Linked DNA regions of Sus scrofa: region 1 is linked to region 2. A link is a contact called in public HiChIP or PLAC-seq data. All regions are on one chromosome and are shown on one strand. The core of a region is the stretch at or near the end of the contact, and the rest is flanking DNA. Distances in the headings are between cores, read along the strand shown.

Evidence for each region. HiChIP or PLAC-seq counts read pairs in DNA pulled down with a chosen protein or histone mark.
Region 1: an H3K27ac HiChIP or PLAC-seq map of alveolar macrophages shows a contact between it and region 2. The contact joins the promoter of CREB3 here to the promoter of PIGO in region 2. A contact is called at or near these places in 1 of 5 promoter capture datasets (liver), 1 of 47 Hi-C or Micro-C datasets (skeletal muscle) and 2 of 2 datasets of contacts at active chromatin or transcription factors (alveolar macrophages and skeletal muscle).

What each region holds. Positions count from the first base shown.
Region 1 is chr1:236,448,390-236,454,087 of Sscrofa11.1, reverse strand. CREB3 (cAMP responsive element binding protein 3) reads right to left here and starts at 2,820. Exons shown (of 9, transcript NM_001123220.1): 1 at 2,692-2,820; 2 at 2,439-2,586; 3 at 2,295-2,362; 4 at 2,089-2,178. The coding sequence starts at 2,820. TLN1 (talin-1) reads left to right here and starts at 3,110. Exons shown (of 57, transcript XM_021065688.1): 1 at 3,110-3,533.
Region 2 is chr1:235,884,240-235,889,939 of Sscrofa11.1, reverse strand. PIGO (GPI ethanolamine phosphate transferase 3) reads left to right here and starts at 1,602. Exons shown (of 10, transcript XM_021065447.1): 1 at 1,602-1,967; 2 at 2,725-3,265; 3 at 4,134-4,277; 4 at 4,450-4,573; 5 at 4,890-5,049; 6 at 5,261-5,440; 7 at 5,697-5,700. The coding sequence starts at 2,755.

The DNA.
Region 1 (5,698 bases), core at 1,571-4,070, 560 kb before region 2:
GTGCTATTTTACTTTATTTATGTATTTACTGCTTTTTAGGGCTGTATCCTCAGCATATGGAGACTCCCAGGCTAGGGATCGAATCAGAGCTACAGCTGCCGGCCTATGCCACAGCCACAGCGACACCAGATCTGAGCCGCATCTGCGAACTAGACCACAGTTCACGGCAACACCAGATCCTTACTTAACCCACTGAGCGAGGGCAGGGATTGAACCCGCAACCTCATGGTTCCTAGTCGGATTCCTTTCCACTGTGCTGTGATGTGAACTCCTCTTTAGCTATTTTAAAACACTTGACATTTCTTCCAAGTGAAAAAAAAATCTGGGCAAAAGTTTTAACTCATCATCTGCTCTCTTCTCAGGATGGAATGTATACTCGTAATATCTGTCAAAAGATCTGGGCTCAAGCCTGGACACTGAGATGTGACGTTCTGGCTGATATAAAGGAGAGCAAGTGGTTACTGCTCTTCTAGAGGCAACACAACTAGATAATGAGTATCTGCTGATATAGCTTGCAAGCCTATTCACTCTTTTTTTTTTTTTTTTTTTTGGGGTCTTTTTGCCTTTTCTAGGGCTGATTCCCATGGCATATGGACATTCCCAGGCTAGGGGTCGAATCGGAGCTGTAGCCACCGGCCCACACCAGAGCCACAGCAACTTGGGATCCAAGCCGCATCTGCCACCTATGCCACAGCTCATGGCAACGCTGGATCCTTAACCCACTGAGCAAGGGCAGGGATCGAACCTGCAACCTCATGGTTCCTAGTCAGAGTCATTAACCACTGCGCCACTACGGGAACTCCAGGCCTATTCACTCTTAGTAGTCATATCACACTACTGTACTTTTAAGAAATTAAAGTCTCTTTATCTTTCTATCAGTAAATATTGATTTCATCATAGTATCACAATACCGCACATGTGAAGCTGCCACTCATTGCTTGAAGCAAAACTCAGGATTTTACATTTATTTTTGTTATACTCCTTAGTCCAGCCTTGATGAATTCTAAAACTTAACCATTCAGCCATAGGTGGATTAGTGTAAAACTAGTGAAATCTAAGTGTCAGGACCCCCCTGTTCCCACAGTACTTTGCAAATCCCTATACCAATATTACACTAATGATTTTGAATTCTTACTTAAAGAGAACACCAAAGTTTGTACAAGCCCTACAAAAACCAGGATCTGCCCCGGCATCCAGCATATTAACTACAGCTTCCTACAAACAACAAACGTGCCAATCTCTCGCTGTCAGGAGACGTGTTTCTACAATCTTTTCTTAGCCTCTTTGCTTCTATTTTCTATGCTGAAAATTCCATTTTGTCCTGCTTTACTTAACCCCATATTCCAGCTTGAAAAACAGTCACCATGCTAGTAAATAATTTAAGCTTAAGAACAAAGACCAAAAGGCATAAGTATTCACGTGGTCAGCTGAATGAGGACATAATGCGTTGGTCTAGGCATGCAGTTTGCACAGCATGATACGTCCTGTTAAAATAAGAGGAAGAGGCGCCTCAAGGCCCCAGGGGGTTTATGAGCGGTCGTTAGCAGAATATGCATCAGCAAGGAGGTACAAACCTAGGCATGCCAGGTTGCAGCAGATAGGCATGCTGTCTGTGGAAGCACAATGATAATTCTCTAGGTGCTATGCACAGAGAGCTAATATCCAGCTTCTTCAATGCTAGTGATTGTTAATGCCTAAAGGTCAGAATAAAAGCTTAACCAGCTACCAGCTATGTGACTTTTAAAATAATAAAAGAACTATGTCCTGCACCTACAACCCCCTCCTCACTTGATGTAATCCTAAAGAGCACAATAAAAGCAGTGTGGTTTCTTGAGGCACTGCTCTTGGTCCCTGAGACCTTGAGTCCCCCAGTTCCCACCCGCAATTAAGATAAATGTCTCTGTGTCTTGTTTTATGCTAACTTTTTCTCAAGTTTTACAGCACCCGTTCCTCAGCCCTTACCTGCGAAGCTGGACTCAGCATCTCGCCTCAGTCCTTTCTCAAGTTACTGATATAAAATTAACAGAGTCAGCCTACTAGGGACTTAACCCCTGCATCCAGTCTTTGCTCCTCGAATGGGAGTCTTACCTTAGTGAGAGGAAGTGTCCCGGGCAGAGTAAGCCCCTCCTTCTCCAAAAGCCTCTTCTCCTCCTCCGTCAGTATCAGCTCACCAATCTCCTGGGGTTCCAAGAGGTGGGCAGCACAGGTGCAAGAGGGTGTCAGAGAGAAATTCGGACTCCTGCCCCAACCCGGTCAATGTGGGAATAATCGTCCTGTAAACCAAGTCAAGTTACCTGCTCTGCGGGCGCCTCCACACGCAGGGAAGTCATTTGGGCCCCTTCCTTCTCATAATCCTCATTATCTGCAAGAGGGAAAGTATAAACAGCCAGGTCCATAGTCCCCTCCCCTCCCCCAAACTTCACCTCTATCAGACTCACCTAGATCTATGGAGACATACTCCTGTGACAGGGAATAGGTGTGATCATGGTGGACAAGATAGGGGTCAGAGTGGCTAAAATCGGTCAACGATGCTGGGGGACTCGACAGGCAGCTCAGGAAATCCTCTACGTCCCAATCGCTCAATGCCTGCCCAGGGTTCAGATTAACAGACTTTGACTGATCACCACCCCCTGCCTCAGAGACACCCCTCCATCCCGCCCGGGGCCTCCCGGACTCAGAGCCCCCCCCCACCTCGGAAAGTGGTAGCTCCCAATCCAGGGGCGCCTCCAAGGCTTCGTCCCGCGCCGCCCCCAGACCTCCGCTTTCCTCTAACAGGAAGCCCAGCAAGTCATCGTCACCCGAGTCCAACCCCAGCTCCATATGAGACATCTACGGAAAGGATGAGCAGAAACACAGAAGTACACCCGGAGTCAACTCCCAACCCCACGCACGACTCCCACCGATCGTCAGTGGGCCACACCTATGGGCTCCGCAAGCGGGGTTTTCCTCCTGGATGCCGGAGGTGGCTCACAAACCCGACCCGCCTCCCAGCCTGAGTCTTAGCCACTTCCAACACCACACAAGTGACGCACCGAGCCCTGAGGCATCCCGGGACTTGGAGTTCCCCGGACGCGGAAGTGGCCTTGGTGCACGCCACGTCCCGGGCACTATGCAAATAGAGGGGACGTCCTTGCCAGCCCCTCACTCCCCGAGGGCGGGCATTCCGGCGAGCCGCCTCCGCCTCCGCCTCCGCCTTCGCCCCGGGCTAGGAAAAGGAAGGACTACCGCGCAACCGGGACCTCGGGCCCAGCTCGGGCGTCTTCTTGGGATTGCGCCGCACCCTCGCTTCCTGCCGGGGAGGGGCTGCGGGTCTTCGGCCGGCTCCTGAGCATCGAGATCTGGGGCCAGAGCAGCTTCCTGCGGTCCCCGCAACCATAGAGCGCGGGCCCAGGGCGCCGCCCGCGGGCGGGGGACGTTCCCGGACGGAAGTGGCCGAGAGTGTCGAAGGGAGGGCGAGGCCGGAGCCCGAGAGCCACCGGGAGAACGAGCGGGTTAGCGGGCCGGCGGGCGGGGCGCAGAGCCGGGCAGCGCAGGTAGGCCGGTCTGCCGCGAGCGGGGCCTCAGGGTGGGGCCGCAAGGCCGGGCCCGGGAGGCGGGCGGGGCCCCTGACTTGACTGCGTCTCCTGTTTCGGGTCCTGTTGGAGAGGTCAGCGTCCAGTGTCTCTCGGCTTGGGCTGGGAGTTCAAGAGGCCTTTTTGCGGGAGGCTTTTCTGCTCCCTTGCTGGGAGCAGCCCCCTGTCTGGGATAGGTTTGGGGGAGGGTGAAGAGTGGGTGGCAGTGCGACGCAGGGCGGGGATCGGCTTTGAGGTTGGCTGATGGCGGGTATGTGGGTAGGAGCGCCCTGGGTGGGTTGGGGATTAGGTGGTATTGGGTTTAGGAGCCAAGGTTAGCTTTAGGGGTTTAAATTTCGAGTTATGAGCGTGAGTCAGGTCCGTTTTGGGTAGGTAAAGTTTGGATTAAGGACATTATTTTGTGTTCTAGGATGGTCAGCCTAAGCCAGAGTTAGAGTCCAGGGTCGGGTTAAGGGTCAGCAGCAGGAACGGCGCTCGAGATCCAGTTTTAGGCATTAGAGACCGTTGGCATAGCCAGTGTTAGGGGTAAAACGGGGAAGGAGTGACTCAGGAATCAAGTGACACATGATCTTTAGGTTCAGGGGTCAAGCTCTAGGGGTAAGGTTGGGATTTGGTGCTAAAGGTAAAATTTAGATCAAAATTAGGGATCAGGGATTGGATTCAAGTGTCTGCTGGGAAAGAGCTGAATGTTAAAGCCAGTATTGGGCATCAGGAGACAAATTGGGATCGGGGTTAATGTTGGGAACTAAGGACAGTTTTAGGGGTTATAGGCTGAGGTCAGGGTAGGTGACCTCAGGCAGGTAAAATTTAAGAGATTGGCAGGTGCTCTTTTTTTTTTTTTTTTTTTTTTTTGCAGGGAGGGCTCTTGTTTCTCTGTCGCCGTGGGGGCTTCTTTGGCGCAGAGAAATGATAAACTGATTACAGGGTAGGGTTCTGAGCTTCAGCTAGAATTGCAGGCATCTGGGATTCCAGCTGCATTGTACTCTCTAAGCCCAAGGCTCTTGCTGTGGCCACCACAGGTGAGGGGCAGGGGTTCCTGGACCATGTTATTTACAAGGTAGGAGGTGGGAAGGTGTTAGGGACCCAGGAGATGTGCTAGGCTTCATAGTAAATGGGGGACTATCTAGGGGAGAGGGGCCTGGTGGGTCAGTTAAGGGAAAGGCCGGCCAAGGAAGCTTGCCATGGGAGAAGGGGATGGCTTAATCCTCTAGAGTTCAGTCCTACTGCCTCCCCGTTCCCTCACTCCCTAGATGCTAAGCCTTCCTCTGCAACTCTCCTCCCTGGCCCTGCAGTTCACGCCCAACCCGTCATGCATACCCACTTTCAGAATACTCCGCTTGCCTTTAACACTCCCGTGGTGTTCATCTTATCATCTGTCTCAGCCTGCCTTCGGCCTCCCTTCCCATCTCTTAATCCACACATCCTGCCTGCATTTGATCTCGCCCACATCTGAGCTTGCCGGTCATGTTAAAGCTCTCTCCTGCCATTTTCACCCGCTCCTTCACCTGCACCGGGTCATCTGCCGAACGCCCCGCCCCCAGCCCAACGCAACTGTCAAGTCCTCATGGTCCCTGCTATGGGCCATTCCCTGATTCCAAGCCTCCTTAATTTCTTGGTCTGCTTATAGATCCCCTTCCCCCACTCCCCACACAGAAAAGAGGAAACGGGACCCAAAGAGGAAATTGGGTCTTGCTGATCCCACGCCCAGCCAAGCCACTGACCACACCCCCTTTCACTCCCAGCCTTACCCTGTCACTGACCACGGTACCACCCCCTCCCCAGCCTGACCCAGCCACTGGCTGCCCCTCATCACTCTCGAGCCCCATCTTTATTTATACACTGCGAGTGTCCCTTCACTCTCCCCCCATCCCAGCCTAATGTAGCCACTGACCACAGCCCCATCTCTTCCCAGCCTCCTGCAGCCTGACCTGGCCTCTGACCTCACCCCGTCATTCCCCCTCTTAGCCACCATCCACATAATTCCTCTTCTCCTTCCCCCAGCCTGATCCAGTGACTAATTATATCTGTGTTTTTCCTACTGTTAACCTTCCCCAGCCTCTCTCGATACCTTGGCTTCCTCATTTCCAGCCTGCTAGTCACTCGTCCCATCACTTCTGCCCCTACCT
Region 2 (5,700 bases), core at 353-2,852:
GAAGCAAAGAAGTTGTAACTAGCTAAATCAGAGAGGGAAGTGGGGAATTTGTGTGTAGGAGCTGGCCATGTAGGGCAACTACAAGAACTTAGGCTTCACTCTGATTTGAGAAAATGTTGGAGAAGTTGTTTTGTTTTTAATTGAAGTTTTTCAGATACAATTCACATACAATGCAATGCACCTGCTTAAAGTGTAAATTCAATAATTTGTAGTATATTCACAGAATTGTGCAACTGTCACAATTTAGAACATTTTCATCACTGCTTCCCCATCCCCACCCTACCACAAAAACCCTGCACCCATTAGTAGTCAGTCCTCTCCCCCCAGCCTTAGACAACCACTACTTTACTTTGTAGATTTACTGTAAATGGAATAATATGTGCTATTTTGTTATTTATTGCCTTTTTTACTTAGCGTGTTTTTTTGTTTTTGTTTTTTTTTTCTATTTCTTTGGGCCGCTCCCGCGGCATATGGAGGTTCCCAGGCTAGAGGTCGAATCGGAGCTGTAGCCACTGGCCTATGCCAGAGCCACAGCGACGCGGGATCCGAGCTGTGTCTGCAACCTACACCATGGCTCACAGCAACGCCGGATCCTCAACCCACTGAGCAAGGGCAGGGACCGAACCCGCAACCTCATGGTTCCCAGTCGGATTCATTAACCACTGCGCCACGATGGGAACTCCCTTAGCGTGTTTTTTAAGTTTTATTCATGTAGTAGCATGTAGCAATACTCATCTTTTTTTTTTTTTTTGCCAAACACTATTCTATTGTATAGATATAGCATATTTTGTTCATCCATTCATCAATGAAGGGCATTTGTGTTGTTTCTACCTTTTGGCTATTATGATAATGCTACCATGAACCCTCGAGTGTGCAATTTTTTGTGTGAACACATGTTTTTCATTTCTCTTGGGTATAATACCTATGAGTGGAATTGCTGGGTCATATGGTAACTCTATGATTAACCTTCTGAAGAACTTGCTGGACTGTTTTCCAAAGTTGCATTTTACAATTCTAACAGCAGTGTATGAGGGTTCACATTTCTTCACACCTACGCCAATACTTGTTATTCACCTTTTTTATTACAGCCATCCTCGTGGGTCTGAGGTGGTATCTCCAGCATTCCCCTGATGGCTGATGATGTTGAGCATCTTCTTATGTGTTTATTGGTCATGCATCTATCTTTTGTGGAGAAATGTCCTTCATATCTTTGCTGATTTTAAAATTGGACTGTCTTTTTATTATTGCGTTGTAAGAATTAGTGAAAGACTTGGAGTTCCCGTAGTGGTGCAGTGGTTAAGGAATCCAACTTGGAACCATGAGGTTGCGGGTCCGAGCCCTGGCCTTGTTCAGTGGGTTAAGGATCTGGCGTTGCCGTGAGCTGTGGTGTAGGTTGCAGACGCGGCTCGGATCCCGCGTTGTTGTGGCTCTGGTGTAGGCCAGCAGCTACAGCTCCAATTAGACCCCTAGCCTGGGAACCTCCATATGCCTCGGGAGCGGCACTAGAAAAGGCAAAAAAAAAAAAAAAAAAAAAAAAAAAAGGCAAAAAAAAATTAGTGAAAGACTAGCAGAGAATGAATAAAAACGCATCAGTTGGAGTCAGCTTGGCAAAAAGGGGGTAATAAATACTGTCCTTATTTTATAGATGAGGTAATGCCCAGTAATGACAATGAGTGGCAGAGCTAGGACTTAAGCTAAGTTTGGTTCCAGAAGCACAGATCTTAGTCTTAACCAAGAATGGACAGTGGTTCCCAGAACTTTTTAGCTTAGTGCCTTGCCCCCAATGCTAAATTACCATAATCTCCCACCGATTCCTTCTCTGGCCAGCCCTGCGTTCCTTGCCGAACTTCCTCGGAGGCGCCAGCAGGTGGCGATGGGCATCCCTCGCGGGCTGCTCTATCCAGCGCACGCACCTCTGTGGTGCCAGGCCGCCGGCGCCGCCGCTGCACTTCCGGGCGCCGTTTAAGGTGAGCCAGGGTCTCCCCAAACCCCCTTAAGCTGCCTTTTCCCCTTAGTAAAGAACCCTCCCACCCCGCTCACAGAGGTCGCAGTCTGGCAGGTCTAGTACCCGGGTCTGGGTGCCTAGGCGGAGGCCGGGTGGCCATCGGAGGAGGTAGAGCCATCTGGACGATTGGTCCCGGCGAGGCCCAAACGCCTCAGAACCTCGCGCCTCTGCTCTGCTGCGCCGGAGAGCTCGCGCTTCTGGTCTCTTGGCGATCCTGGCAGTCCGGAAGCGGAGTAGGACTCCTTCCTTTCGTTCCCTCGAGCCCCGCCAGGCGGCGCCGTGAGCCTGGCCGGGATTCCCCCTGCGACTGCGAGCTTTGACCACCCCAGGGGTGTTGAAATTGGCGAGGAGAGAGGCGGAGAAACGGGCTGTCAGAAAGCAGTCTACCACTTGGAATAAGTTTCTCTCGTGGACTGTGTTTTCCATCATTAGGATCTCCTGGAGCACATGTGCAAATGCCTGTGCTGCATTGCCGAAGATCCTGATTCAGGGGATCTGGGGTGGCGCCTGGAAATCAGCATTTTAAAACAGCCGCTCCAGGTCGATGCCCATAGTCTGCGCACCTCACCTTCAGAAACTCTGGTATAACTGGTGGAGAGGAACATTGCACTGGGTTGGCTATGGGAGTGTTTATCTTGAGGAAGACTTCCAAGAGGAAGTGATCCTAGCTGGGCTTTGTATTGAGAGACTAGAAAATCCACTGGTTCTTTGCTTTACAGTTATGAATTCCCTCCCCCGCCACCACCAGGATGCAGAAGATCTCAGTACTGCTCTTCCTGGCCTGGGTCAGCTTCCTCTTCTATGCCGGCATTGCTCTCTTCACCAGTGGCTTCCTGCTCACCCGATTGGAACTCAACAACCACAGCAGCTGCCAAGAGCCCCCAGGCCCCGTGTTCCTACCATGGGGGAGCCAAGGGGAGCCTGGGGCCTGCTGGATGGCTTCCCGATTCCCCCGGCTTGTGTTGGTGGTGATAGATGCTCTGCGATTTGACTTTGCAAAGCCCCAGTTCTCACACGTTTCTGGGGAACCTCCTGTCTCGTTGCCCTTCCTGGGCAAACTGAGTTCCTTGCAGAGGATCCTGGAAAGTCAGCCTCACCATGCCAGGCTCTACCAATCAAAAGTTGACCCCCCAACCACCACCATGCAGCGTATCAAGGCCCTCACCACCGGCTCACTGCCAACCTTTGTTGATGCCGGCAGTAATTTTGCCAGCTATGCCATAGCAGAAGACAATCTCATTAAGCAGCTTACCAGCACAGGTTAGTCTGGGCCTCTTTGGAGGCCAGGAGTACCTTGGCGAATTTCTTCCTTAGAAGTAGCCAGAACTCTGGGTGCCCAGCTGCATGTTTAACTAGGAGTACAGAGAAGGAGAGTTACAACCCTGCATGCTGGGAGTGCAGGTCCGGGCTTTGTCCTTCTGGAGTTTCTAATCTGCTTGGGGTATTGGTTTTACTTTGGGAGAGCTCTCAGTAAAGGGGCAGGGGAAAGACCCAAGAGAAGATGTGGGTCTAAGAGTTCCCTTCGTGGCTCAGTGGTTAACGAATCTGACTAGAAACCATGAGGTTGCAGGTTCGATCCCTGGCCTTGCTCAGTGGGTTAAGGATCCGGCATTGCCATGAGCTGTGGTGTAGGTTACAGATGCGGCTCGGATCCTGTGTTGCTGTGGCTCTGGTGTAGCCGGTGGCTACAGCTCCAATTAAACCCCTAGCCTGGGAACCTCCATATGCTACAGGAGCGGCCCAAGAAATGGCAAAAAAAAAAAAAAAAAAAAAAAGATGTGGGTTTAGTGTTCTCACAAGTGAGGAGAGATCAGAGGGTCCAGGCTCTGTCCACTCACTGACTGGGAAAAAGGAAGGTGTACCAGGAAAAACAGAAAAACAGATAGCCAGGGATTGAGAACTAGCACAGCTTTTTGTAGGAATAAGGAATAAGTGGTCTGGGTGGTACATGGTTATCAGGGCAAGCTTCCTGGCAGAAAATTTTAGGCCTTGAAGGATAAAGAGTTGTTGGATGGACCTGCTGTGACTCAGTGCATGGTTTGGATTCTGATAGATCTGTAGAAGGTCCCTCCTGTTCCCCGTCCTCTGACTCCTGCTCCGGCTATGACTCACTCTTGTGTCTTTGTAGGAAGGCGTGTGGTCTTCATGGGAGATGAAACTTGGAATGATCTTTTTCCTGGAGCTTTCTCCCAAGCTTTCTTCTTCCCATCATTTGATGTCCGAGACCTGCACACAGTGGACAGTGGTATCCTGGAACGTCTCTACCCAACCAGTGAGCATGGGGCCAGAGACAGGCCTAAAACTAGGAGCTGGGGAGGGCTGCTTCAGTCCACAAATTCTGTGTGCAATGGCCTGGACTTGTTCCTGAACGTAGGAGCATCAGAACCTAGGTGGAGTTGAGGAGTGAGCCTTAGTCCCCTGTGCTCACGTTCTCTCTTCTACAGTGGACAGTGGTGAATGGGATGTGCTGATTATTCACTTCCTGGGTGTGGATCACTGTGGCCACAAGCATGGACCTCACCATCCTGAAATGGCCAAGAAACTTAGCCAAATGGACCAAGTGATCCAGTGAGTGTGGATGTTGGCTGGGGGTGGGGATGGGTTTGTGAATGAGAATGTCATGGTATGTGGTCCCAAGCAAGAGAAAAAAAAAATCTTATTTAGAGCCTCTTTCCTAGCTGAATTATGTCTTCTCTCGGCCTTTTTCTGAAGCTAGGGGCCCCGTTCATTTTGAGTAACCCCGTGTGTGGTTTGGGTCATGACCAAAGAGGTGTCATTTTGCCAGAGATATAGGTCCTTCTAATGGAAGTTCTGGCTGGGACTGAATGGGGCCCTCAGAAAAATCTTTATCCATCTCTACTCCTGACACATTTCTTGGCCCCAGGGGACTTGTGGAGCATCTGGAGAATGACACACTGCTGGTGGTGACTGGGGACCATGGGATGACCACGAATGGGAACCATGGAGGAGACAGTGAGCTGGAGAACTCGGCTGCACTTTTTTTGTATAGTCCCACAGCCCTCTTTCCCAGTGCCCCACCCGAGGTGAGGCCTGAGATGTGCTTTGTGTGGTTTCCTGCTGTTCAGCCCACATCATGATCAGAGTATCCTTGTGGATCCCTCCAATTTAAGCCCCCAGGTTCATGACCCTGGGCATCCCCCATTCTTATTTCCTACCTAGGCCCCTACACCTTCCATCCCAGACACTGACCTCAGCTCTTTGGTGAACCCGTTGACCCCTGTCTTTGGTCTTTAGGAGCCAGAGGTGATCCCTCAAATCAGCCTTGTGCCTACACTGGCCCTGCTGCTGGGCCTGCCCATCCCATTTGGGAACATCGGGGAGGTAATAGCTGAGGTGTTCTCAGAGGTCGAAGACTCTCAGCCTCACTTCTCTGCTCTGGCCCAAGCCTCAGCTCTCCATCTCAATGCCCAGCAGGTAGGTAATGGGCTAGGCTCCTAGGCAACAGAGTTAGGTTGGGCATGGGAGAAGCATAATGACCCACTCTCTTGTCCTTTGTTCAGTCTTAATCCCATATTCCATAGCCATGTCCTCCCTCTGGATGAAGTTTGGGTCCCGGGCAGAGTTTGGGTCCCTGATTTCCAGATACCCCCCTTTGGTGATACCTATCCTTGCCTCTGTCCCAATTTATGTCTCTAAGCTTTAACCGTTGGTCTCTGATCTTTTCTGCCAGGTGT